Linked DNA regions of Mus musculus: region 1 is linked to region 2. A link is a contact called in public Hi-C data. All regions are on one chromosome and are shown on one strand. The core of a region is the stretch at or near the end of the contact, and the rest is flanking DNA. Distances in the headings are between cores, read along the strand shown.

What was found. A called contact is a pair of places that touch in the nucleus more often than the background predicts.
Region 1: a Hi-C map of the N1E-115 cell line shows a contact between it and region 2, with 6 times the contacts expected there. The contact joins two enhancer-like sites. A contact is called at or near these places in 2 of 484 Hi-C or Micro-C datasets (the N1E-115 cell line and nephron progenitors).

Annotation. Positions count from the first base shown.
Region 1 is chr9:117,564,548-117,570,360 of GRCm38.p6, reverse strand. It overlaps a transcript of Rbms3 not described here. Among named protein-coding and RNA genes, the nearest start is that of Gm39450, 150 kb to the left of the region's middle. Within about 2 kb of position 3,855, at least 11 of the 459 cell types and tissues checked have an H3K27ac peak or open chromatin away from gene starts, as enhancers often do. A contact at or near this core is called in the N1E-115 cell line, where this site is marked.
Region 2 is chr9:117,433,543-117,439,664 of GRCm38.p6, reverse strand. It overlaps a transcript of Rbms3 not described here. Among named protein-coding and RNA genes, the nearest start is that of Gm39451, 120 kb to the right of the region's middle. Within about 2 kb of position 3,239, at least 4 of the 459 cell types and tissues checked have an H3K27ac peak or open chromatin away from gene starts, as enhancers often do. A contact at or near this core is called in the N1E-115 cell line, where this site is marked.

The sequences.
Region 1 (5,813 bases), core at 2,606-5,105, 130 kb before region 2:
AACAGGGTGGAAAGTTCTTGAGGACTGATAGCTGTGGATGACCTCAGACTTACACATGTGAACACCCACCCACAAGCATAGCCTCCATGAGTACAAAAACATGTGCACACGCACACCTACAGAAAAGATTTTAGTGAATGCAATTTGGTTTTCAGGGAGTTGAGAGAAACAGGTTCTCATCACATAATTCAATACATTACTAGTGTCTTCCCTTGTTTGCTGGTGTAAGCAGCTATTTATAAAATGTTCTTTTTAAGTAATAAGTAAAATTCAGTCTTATGAGGTAGCAAAAATGGTGTTATTCTTATTGCAAAAATTATGTGTAAGGATGGGTATAATTTAGATCAGAAAATGATTCATACATAAATGTTAAAATATAGAATTATTTACAGCAGTATAATTTTGCAAAATTTGAAAAGTTCAATATTAGGAAGATGATGTTATTTAAATGATCAAAGAGTTGCTAATGACATAGAAAAATATGGCATGGTTCTAAGGAGAACCATGTAAGGGGTTATACACTGACACTCTGAAGTTTTGGCACTGTAGAGTTGTGTCCACCTGACACTGTAAAGTGCTGTATACCTCATACTGTAGAGTTGTGTCCACCTGACACTGTAGAGTGGTAAACACCTGTCACTGTAGACTAGTATACACCTGACACTATAGAGTGGTGAACACCTGACACTGTAGACTAGTATACACCTGACACTATAGAGTGGTGAACACCTGACACTGTAGAGTGGTGAACACCTGACACTGTAGAGTGGTGAACACCTGACACTGTAGACTAGTATACACCTGACACTATAGAGTGGTGTACACATGACACTGTAGAGTGGTGAACACCTGACACTGTAGAGTGTTATATTTCTGACACCAATTTCTAGGTTAAATTTGAGCCATGGACAATTTATGAATTCATAAAAAAGGGGAATCTAAATCCAGCACGGCAGTGCGTTCATGCAACCGTGGCACCATGGAGGTAGAGTCAGGAGGATCTGGAATTCAGAAGTTCATAGACACCATCAGCCTCATAATGACTTCAAGCCTTGCTTGATCTCTCTCTCTCTCTCTCTCTCTCTCTCTCTCTCTCTCTCTGTATGTGTGTGTGTGTGTGTGTGTGTGTGTGTGTGTATGTGTATGTGTAAAGAGAGGGAGACAGAGACAGACTATCACTCAAGGGTGTTGTCATACAGAGGTGTTAGATTCAGTTTTGGGCAGTATGCTAGATTTCTACATGAATTAACAAAAATAATAAATGCAAGGTCTTTTAATTTTGAGCAAGGCATTCTGTAGTGTTCGTTGATTTCAAGCTGGCAGGTGGAGAGCTACAGCTAAGGGTGTGGGTTCTGGGCTGCTCAGGGACTTGGCTTTGGACTGAAGATGGATGCAAATTCCTGAGTACTGAGGTTTGGCATTCATTAGGAAGATGCTTGAGGCTGGCTGGCAGAAACAGGCAGAGGTACAGGGCTGCATTTTACAGGACTGTGTTTATACTTGAGGACAGGAGAATTCCTATTTGCATATGAGCGGATTATCATGTATCTTATAAAGTGAGCCTCCTGGCAGGGAGCAGAATAACCTAGTTCTTATGCCCTTGGTATCTTGCAGGGTAGGATTACTAATGTTTCATGTCAAGTCAATAGGGCTGAGTCTCCTCTAAGAACCCCTCCTTCAGTTCACAGCTGATTGGGTGTACTGAGTCCGTGTTTCATTGAGATGACATGACTACAGTCAGCTGTTTACAGTGAACGGACTCCCTCATGGTACTATATGTGTCTGGGTCATGGGGAAACCATTTTAGGCACACCTTGGTAATCTTTACTGTCTGAAAGGACCTGTATTAAGGAAATGAATAGGTTGACTTTGAATTGTTTTAGCACGTGGTAGAGATGTGACCAAGTTGGGACATTTAGTTTAGCACAGATAGCTATTATAACTGTTACTGCTGTGTAAAGTAGGAGCAGAAAACCCTGTGGAGGAATGAATTTCTGCCACTTGTTGTGTGTTATGGAATGTTCTGTGTGTAAAGATGTTTTAGCGTGTGTGTGTGTTGTGTGTATGTATTTTGTGTATGTGTATGTGTATGCATGTATGTGTATGATATATGTATATGTATGCATGTGTGTGTGTATATATGTATGTATGTATGTATAAATGTCTCACATTTAGATGTTTTCATCTATCTCATCAGGCTCAATCTGGTGAGGTGCCATGATCCTTTAAACTATGAAGATGGCTTTCCCTGCATCCTTCCCGTTTGTAGTTGTCACATCTCTATTGCTGTGGTAGAACAACATGATAAAGGGAACTTAATGAAGGAGGACTTTAGCTGGGTTTCAGTGGTGGCACACACCTTTAATTCCAGCCCTAAGGGGTCTAAGGCAGCCAGATCTCAGAGCTTGAGGTCTACAGATCAAGTTCCAGGACAGTCAGGGCTACACATAGAAACCCTGTCTCAAAAACAAAACAAAACAAAACAAAACAAAACAAAACAAAAGGCAAATGCAAAAACGGAAGAGTTTATGATTCCAGACAGTGAGTCCATACTGGTGCAGCAGAGACAGCAGCTGACAGGCATGGTGGCTGGAGCAGAAGCTGAGGGGTCACATCTCGAACTGCAAGAATCGAGTAGAGAGAGTACACTCAAAACAGCTCGAGTCTTTAAGCTCTCAAAGCCCATGCTCAGTGTAATGAAGCCACACCACTAGATGCCCCCAAACAGTGCTACAAACCAGAGATCAGGTATGTAAATGCCTGGGACTATGAGGGACATTGCTTCTCCAAACCCTGACTTTGCTCGTCATAGCAAGCTTTACTTCCGAACATTTAGGGTTGCTCTGTTCTGTAAATTCCTCATGGACACATTTAAAATATACACTTAAGTGAAGCTAAACTATGTCACATCCTAAACTGTCACCCTCCTAGACTTTGTTAGATATCACATACCTCCTTTGAGTCAATTAGTCAGTCCCCTGGGACCATTCCTTATCATTCATAGTGGGGAGAGCCCTACTCAGTTACTATGAAAGGGCCGAAGCTAGATGGTTGCCAGCCCACTGGATTGCTTTGGGATGTTGACTAGCCTAGCCGACTCACGTTGCATGTATTATAAAAGGCATTCTGCAGCCAGCACAGAGTCCTTTAGCACCTTCCCAGGCATGCAGGAGCATGATTTGGGATGATTTGGGTACCAAGGAGCTCCTACCATCAGCATCTACCAGCTGCTGCCTCTTTCTTGTTTGTGAGGCCATGGGAGGCTAGAAGGTGACCATCAGAATACCTCATGGAATGCCATCTGCGAAAAGAGGCAGGAGCCTTTCCCCCTACATCATTAGTTCCTTGTTAGTGTGGGACCCTTAGGGGAAAGTACTTAGGACATCAAAGGCCTTTCCCTGTTTCTCCTTCCTCTCCTCTGCCTTCTCCTCTTTTCTCTTCTGTCTCTCTGTACACATACTCTCTCCTTCTCCTCTCCCTTTTTTCTTTTCCTTTTTTGCCCCCTTTCTCCTCTTCTTTCCCTCTTCTCACCTCTCACTTCTTTCTCCTTTCCCTCTCCTCTTTTCCTCTCTCTTCTTCACTTTTTAAAAGTCTATGTTGAATTCCAGTTAACCCAAAGCTCACCATGAATAAATAGCCCCTAAAATAAGATGTCAGGGGTCCATTCTGCACTGTGAGGTTCTAGAGGACTGCCCCCAAGGAGGCGATGCTAGCACAGAGTACTCCTGTAGTCCACAGGAGAATCTCCAGCTCAAAGTCCTGTGTGCCTTCAGCCAGGAAGATCTGACACACTACACTTGGCAGAGGTCAGTTTTCAGCTCCGGCGTGGGATGGCGACAGAGCCTCATTACACTAATTTCATTTACAGGGCAGCCTGGTTTCCTGTGCCGTGAGCTGCGTGCTTATTCAGCTGCCTTGACTCTCGTGGATTTGCCCGCACTGCGTATTTTTGTTTCCAAACTATTTTGGCCCTGGAAAGATGTCTGGCTCCAGCTCACTTTGAAGACTGATGAAAGTCACAGGAGTTTCCAGGGAGCCGGAACAGGCAACTTGTGGGGCCTTTCCTCACTCACACTGCCGGAAAGGCCACCATCGTAACCCAGACTTCACTTGCAGAGGCAATGAGTGAGTTTGCGAATGGCCTCACCACCCTTGAGGTTGTGAACGTCAAGTCAAGGCAGGGTTGAGTCAATGGGCTCCCGCGTCTGCTTCTTTGCTTCTTTCTGGGTAGATGTGGGATTTTATGACACACTCTGGCCCTGCTTCAAGACACTCACTCGACATTAATACCTTTCACAGAGGGCACAACAAGTGACTTTGCATTTGACATTGAGGCTAGAGCTATGGATCATGTTTGATTAGTTCACCGTGGTACTAAGACAGTGGGGTCTTCACAGAGTTTTGTAAGTTATGGCTAAAGCAGGTAGAGGCCTTGATGGGTCTACATCACAAGAGAGGCCTAGAGAGACTTATACAGGTAACCAGCCTAAATCATACTACAATCTGCATTTTAGGAAGCTAATCTGCAACCTCACACAAGTAACCAATGTTTGTTTGTTTTTTCTCATTTAAGAATGAACCTTATAAAAAGAAATCAACACACCAACTGTAATCTTCAGATATTGTTTAGTTCTAATAAATACTGTTCGATATTTGGATAATAACCATAGGTTTGAGTTTATTCCCGCCTCAAGAAGAGATTGAGTGCTTAGAAATCAAATCATAACTAAATCTAAATTCACATTTTAGCAATAAAAAGTAGGTAGTCAAAATGTTCGTGGCACGTAAAATGGTCTTTTCACACTGGTATGGCTGCCTTGAATATGTTGTTTTGCGGTTGAGACTTCTAATTTAGGGAGCTGGGGCACACAAAGCTCTGTGGACAGCCCAGTTTATACCATGCATGGATAAACCTGAATGCCAATGGATTTGAACTTGAGGACTGTGAGAGTGAACTTATTTATGCCCTTGAGGACACGAAGCATAACTAGAGAGGACCCTGAGGTAACTCAGCTCTTCGGCTCAGATTGCATAAGGCCCTGTTATGAGTGAGGGCCGCGCTATGCTGCATATTACAAGTAACTTGCTAGTTGGAACTATATCATTAACCCGATGAAGACAGGGAGGCCTCGACACGGAAATGCGGTAGAAATCCACAAAGGACTGGGAGGCAGAGAGAGCTGAAACACCCGTGTTTATCTCTGAACTTCCCATGGCTACTGCTTCAGAAGTCTAGCAAGACCGCTTGCCCCTGTGAACTGCCTGTTTGACTTCTCAGCCCAGAACTTACCCAGGCTGCAATCACCAGGATGTAAACGCAGTCTTTCACTCTCATCCCCAGGACCCTGGGTGAGACAAACGTAGAGTCTAAGGGAAAAAACCTTTGGAACGTCAGACGATGAAATTTCTTTCAACAAAAATTTGATGGAAATAAGAACTTTAAAAAATTCTACCTGTGACCCAAAAAAAGAACAGGAAAAGGGCGAAGCAGGCATTTGCTTGAGTGGGTGGGGTTTAAACAGCTCAGATGGTTCTCTTACCACTCAAAGCCTAGAAAATTGCCTCCACTCTTCCCCTCTCCCGTCACGAGCAGACATGGCCTCGTTTCTGAGAGTTTTTCCTACCAACATGGCTCCAATATATTTGAAGGCTTCAATTGTCTCAAGTAGAATTGTAATAATATCTTTTTATTAGGAACCTCTTGTAAATGTATTTCAAAAGATTCGTTAAAATATGCACACTTGACAGTATTAGCAAATATCCACGTCCCGTCTTTGTGGGGTGACAGAAATTGAGCAGTGAGTTAGGATTAA
Region 2 (6,122 bases), core at 1,990-4,489:
ATCCCCAAGTCTCAGAGGCTCGCGACAGCAAAGCCTTAATTCTATCATGCGTGTCTCTCACAGACAGGCAGAGTTCCTGTCCAGTTTGTTGTTCCAGAACCTGGGCTCAGAACACTCACTGTATTGCTGGTCCTGACCAATGAAACAAGAGGACTCTGCCTACTGTGTTTTGTTTTGTTTTGTTTTCCAAGTAGTTAGCTTACAAGTCATTTCTCTCCCTTCTGTGGTCAGGTGTAATCCCTTAACCCCCTTTGTAACCCCAGAGAAAGGGGATGTAAACTGACAGGAGTCTGAGAGTTCAGATAGCAGAGACTTGAGAGCTTTTTTAATGATAGCCATACTAGGAAACGTGTGGTTTTGTTGTGAGGCACATAACTTTGTTTTTAAGACCACTGTGGGTTTGGTCTTTAGCACAGGCATTGAAATTGATGTAGAGGAGCAAAAGGATTGCTTCCTGTGAGTTCAGATAGATGCCTCATCCTCCCACTTAGCTGTGGTATGATCAAATCGTTTAATCACTTTTAAATGAAGCAATATTATTCACCTCATGGGTTGCAGTGAAGATTATTTTGGGTGACTTTCATTAAAGTGCTTCACATATTACTTGTTATAAACAGATGTGAATGTGTTTATTATTAGGCTATTATGATGTCAGCTCAGATTACAAAAAAATGTTTTGGTTTGGAAAGGTCTAAATAATATTGGAATTAATTTAGGTGAAAATCAGTTGTTGAGCCAGGTAAATCTTTAAACATCTTTACAACCCAGCTAATGCATCTTGAATTATTCTTTATTAATTCAGGATGGGTATGAAAGGAAATGAATTATCCTATTTTTCCTCTGGGTGAAAATTCGTCTGGTCCTTTGTACATGTCCCCATAACGTATTTCATGATGCCACAGGGGTATTTAATATTCTAGATTACTCTATAACATTGTTTCTGGGAGTTTAAAACAGTGGTACAGCGAGTCTTATTTCAAATCTTGTTAACTTTTAGCTGACTGGATAATTGTGTGTGCGTGATATATTTTTCTGTTTCAGAGTCTATTGTGTAGGTTAATTCTTTAAGTGAGATTATTTAATAGACATAAACTAAATCTGATCAATACACCAGCAAGCTGTTTGTGCAGACAGCAAATGCTATCAGTGCTGAGACAATTTTGCATCTATTTACAACCAGGAGAAAGCCCTCCTGCTGGTAAGCAGTGTCAGACTCCATCTCTGGGTAGGGCATGTGCTCAGCCTCCTTCCCTTCCTGCTGTGTAGTGAGTAGTTTGATTATGTCAGTGAATCAGAATCTCACTTCCTGGCTCTCTTTTCTGGACCCTGGACCCCACACTATTACCTGGAGAAATTCAGAAACTGGCATGTTGCAGGTTCTTGGACTCAACTTCCAACTGAATGATCTTCATCGTTGTTTTTGTTAGTGGCATAAAGTAGACCACGTAAGTTTACAGTCACCCTTTTCCCCTCACTCTACCCCTGCCTTGTGGCTCTTTCCCAGGATGTGAAGTCTCTCTACCCCCTTTACACTCTGGGCTGGCTCTGAAGTTTCCTTGGCTTAGAAAGGTTGGTGGAGCATTAGATCTGGGTCTCAGGTGCAATGCTCACTGTGTTTCCTCTTCTGGAGATTGCCACTGTTATAAGATATAACAAATTAAGCTAGTCCTTGCAGGAAGTGATGTTCCATGGAAAAGAGCCCGGTGGTCTCAGCTGGCACTTCCCCCAAACATGCAGAACCCACAGAGATGCAGTAACTGCACCTCCAAGTTAGGGCCCATCTCTGGGCCCTCGGACTTCACAAGAAGCAGTGCATGTTAGTCTTCGAATGTTTGGTAGTGCTACAACTGGATGGGCAGCATAGGCAAACTTAACCTCTTCATATCCACCAAAGCCAAGGGAGTAATGATATTTATTTTCCCAGAGATTCCTCAGCTGAAATATAAATCTCAAAAAGATGGGCTCTCAAAAGACATATATTCTTGCTCTGGGGGATATGGGTAAATACTGGGTAAAATATTTTCCATAAGAGTGGGAAGGTCTGAGTTCTAACCCACATAGCCGGATACAAGAGGGAAGCACCTATCTATAACTCCAGTACTACAGTGTGATGAGAGGCAGAGATAGAGTCCCTGGATGCTCTCAGAGCAGCTAGCCCAGTGTATACCACAGGGAACCATGAAAGATCCTATCTTAGAATGTGAGGACAAACACCCGAGACTGTTCTTTGACCTCCACATGCATGACATAGCAAAAGCACATGCTCATTTGCACACAAGAATGCACACACACACACATACACATGCATGTATACATGCATGCACATATAAACACATGTGCACACACATATGTCCATGTGCATACAAACAGGCTGCGTCATATCTCTGATTAAGTTGATGCAGTCTGCCTTAAAAATTGTTAAATATGGTGGGTGGACAGTGCTGGGCTGGCACCACTCAAAGCTCGTCATGTTTATAGGTTGAAGTGGAGCATGTAAAAGCCTCACAAACTCTTTCCAGATTTCTAAGGTCATGTGTGCCCATCTTGGCACTGAGCTTGACCACTTGGGTCTAATATTTCTGTCGACCTTAAAATTATTCAAGTTCTTTTAAAACTCCAGCCACAGTATCTGAGTCTGTGACCTCCAGTGACATTGAATGTCATGACCTGATTATACCTATTACAGAAGAAAATTCTCCTTTTTGTATATTTTGTTTACTGGCCATTACTTCCTTGGTCCCCAGTTCTTGCTTCACAAAATGACCTAAACAGAAGCCAGACCTGTCTTACACAACCCCTCAGTTCCTGCTCATATGAAAACAGTGCTTGATTGTATCTTTAATTGGCAATAATTTCAAATATTTTATCACCATATTCAAGTTAATTGTATGAACATACCCTGTGCTCTACTTCTATGATCTTTATCTTATCAGAAATTGATATTTAAGCTGAAGAAAGAGACCAGTGGGAGGGAGTAGGAATCCTGGTCTACATATTGCTCTTCCTAATTGAAAAGATTATTTGCTGACATCCAAGAGTGCTTCTGTCCTGGTTCCAGGGCACGAGAGCGGGAGCAAATGTAATTCTTTAGCACAGCATCAGGTTTTTCTTCCTTTCACGTTCTGCCAAGCACCCTGTTTGCTTTCTGAAAATTGGTTTTTCACGGTGAAGAACACCATCAAAGCAAACCCAGAAATGCTCTGAACTATTTCCTCCATACAACATTTGGTCAGTGTAGAGCCCAGCTGTTGACAAACTTGAGTTACAAGGGGGAAGCTCTTCTCCTATGATGTTTATTCTCCTGCACTCGCTGTTCTTTGACAAAAGACAGTGACAGGGAGATGCCGTGACTACCAGTCAGATGAAACATAAGAAAGCCTAAGCCACTGCACCTGCAAGCCAACTACATGATTTTCACACACACACACACACACACACACACACACACACACACACACACACACACACACAATTTCTCCCTTTTGAACTTCATTTTTGCTGGCCACCAATCTGCCTCCTTGCTGCCTGCATTGGAATCCATCTGGAGTTCCTTTGTGTCTGCTGTGTGGGTTTTCCCCTCCCACCAAATCAAGCCAAGTTAGCATCATCAGAAACCTTCCCAGTCGCCAGCTGCCACCTTCCTGCAGATTTTGAGATGTGCACTGAATTCCTGAGACCCGTGAAATGACTCATGCCTACCTCAGAGACTTTATGCTGTTCTCTGAGGTGTTAGCTCTATATTGTTGATTTGATTCCAGGCATTTAGTTTGTGAGTATGTGTGCAATCCTTTATTGTGAGGCATACTACCGCTGACCTAGAGTAAGATCTAAATGTCAAACTTGGAGAACGTTCATGAGATGCTGTGTCTGAGTGGTGAAGGACTGGGACTTGAAGGCCAGTCCACTGGTGTCACTTACAATTCAGCCATTTACTGAGTTCACATTCTTGGGCAGTTACCTTCATTCTCTAAGGCTCCATCTATGACTGTCTATATGTGCTTAGCCCAGGGAGTGACACTATTAGAAGGTGTGGCCCTGTTGGAGTAGGTGTGTCACTTTGGGCTTGGGCTTTAAGACCCTCATCCTAGCTCCCTGGAAGCCAGTCTTCCACTAGCAGTCTTCAGATGAAGATATAGAACTCTCAACTCCTCCTGTACCATGCTTGCCTGTATGCTGCCATGTTCCTGCCTTGATGAGAATGGACTGAATATCTGAACCTGTAAGCCTGCTCCAATGAAATGTTGTCCTTATAAGACTTGCCTTGGTCACGGTATCTGTTCACATCAGGAAAACCCTGACTAAGACACCATGTCTCCTTTAAAAATAGTTCTCTAGGCGGAATGTCTGCTAGAGGTATTTCTTGAGAGGATTCACGGAGGGTCATCCTAACGGTGTGCTTTGTAGATTCAGAATGCTCAGGGAGCACCATCTTCCCTTCCTCATCTGGTGAATCTGGTGAGCGAATGTAAAGGTTGGGTCCCCAGTCAGTGAGAAGATGATTGTATTTACTGTGAGGGAGTTCAGGCACTCAAGGCAACTGCTCACCCTGCTTCGACAGTCAGCAGCATGATGGTACATTGTTTGCTTTCCCCTTTTTATGCAGTTAGGGACCCCAGCCCATGGGATAGTACAACCTACATTCTATAATGTTCATTTAAGCTGATGTTCATATAACTATTGTGGACTGAAGTTGGCTGCCCTGTAATCATTGTCCTTTCCAAACATGGCATCGAGTCAGTTTTAATTTAAGTGGTAAATGTGTCCTGACATCCTCAGGCCTGAAATTGGTTCCCGATTCACATCTGCAGAAAGGGTAGGATAGCTTTATCATGAACATTGCTTCTTCGTGGACATCCATCGGTTACTATGGGCTCTCCAGGGCTAAGTGTCTGCACTCTGTATAAAAGGTTTCATTCAGATAACCAAGCTAATATGGATACCCGGATGTTTCAAGGATGGCCTTGATTGGATTCGAGTTCTCTGGGGCTCTCATTTTCTCCCTTAAGCCAGCCTCAGACCCAATGCCTGTCACTTTTAGTTAGTTGTTGAGTTTTCTTCTGGGCCTTCCATTACTAACTTTTCTCACTGATCCGACAAAGCATCTGGCGACTGGAGCTTAAGGAAGGCAGGGCTTATTTTGCCTCATGCTGGGAAAGAGCAGTCCATGCTGGAGAAGTCAGGGCAGGAAAGGGTGAGGCACCTGGACCCATTGCTCTCATAGGCAGGGAGCAGAGAGAGGTAAACACAATGTTCATTTGGCTTTCTCCTTCTGTGTAGAAGGGTGCCACCTACATTTTAGGATGGGTCTTCCTACCTCAGTCAACCCCTATCACAGACATGCTCAGAGTTTTGTCTTCTAGGTGGTTCTAAATCCTGTTAGGTTGACAGTTAATATTAGCACCAATGGGCCTAATCTTTCGGTTTCAAGCTATTTGTCCCATTACTTTATTTATCAGCTGATGATTCTAATCTCCTGGTGAACTCCGCTCTTGTCTCTGCACCTTCTCACCTCTTGGCTTCAGGTGCCAACAGCAGAGGGAATTGGCAGGTGAGAGGAAGCACACTGGCCCTTTGCACCAACGTTATATTCTAAACTTTACCATCTCTCAAAAATTTATTCAGTTTTTAATATCACTTTTGCTTATTCATTGAGAATTTCATACATGAATACAATACATTATGGTAATAGCCACCCCCCCCCTTTGCTCTCCTACCTCAACCCCATTCTCCTAAGGCAATCACCCTTCTGACTTCTTGCCTTCTTCAGTTATTTCTAATAACCCACTAAGTTCAATTAGTGTTGCCTAGATATGTGTAGATATAGACCTGACCCCTGGAGCACACCAGGGGCCACGCCTCCATGGAAGATGGCTTCCCCTCTCCCAGCAGCTGCAGTCTGCAAGCAGCTTCTCAGTTAGGGCTGAGCCTCATGAGCTCTTCCGTCATCCATGGTCATTTACATTGTGAATCTTCCTCTGGACTGACACTGAATGGTCGAGTGCCTTCATGACACATAAGCATCCTTAGAATGATTCTCAAAGATATACATGCACATTTCAGCTCATCTCCTAGACAGAGCTAATCCAACCACGTTGACAAGATTAACCATCACAAAGCATTTT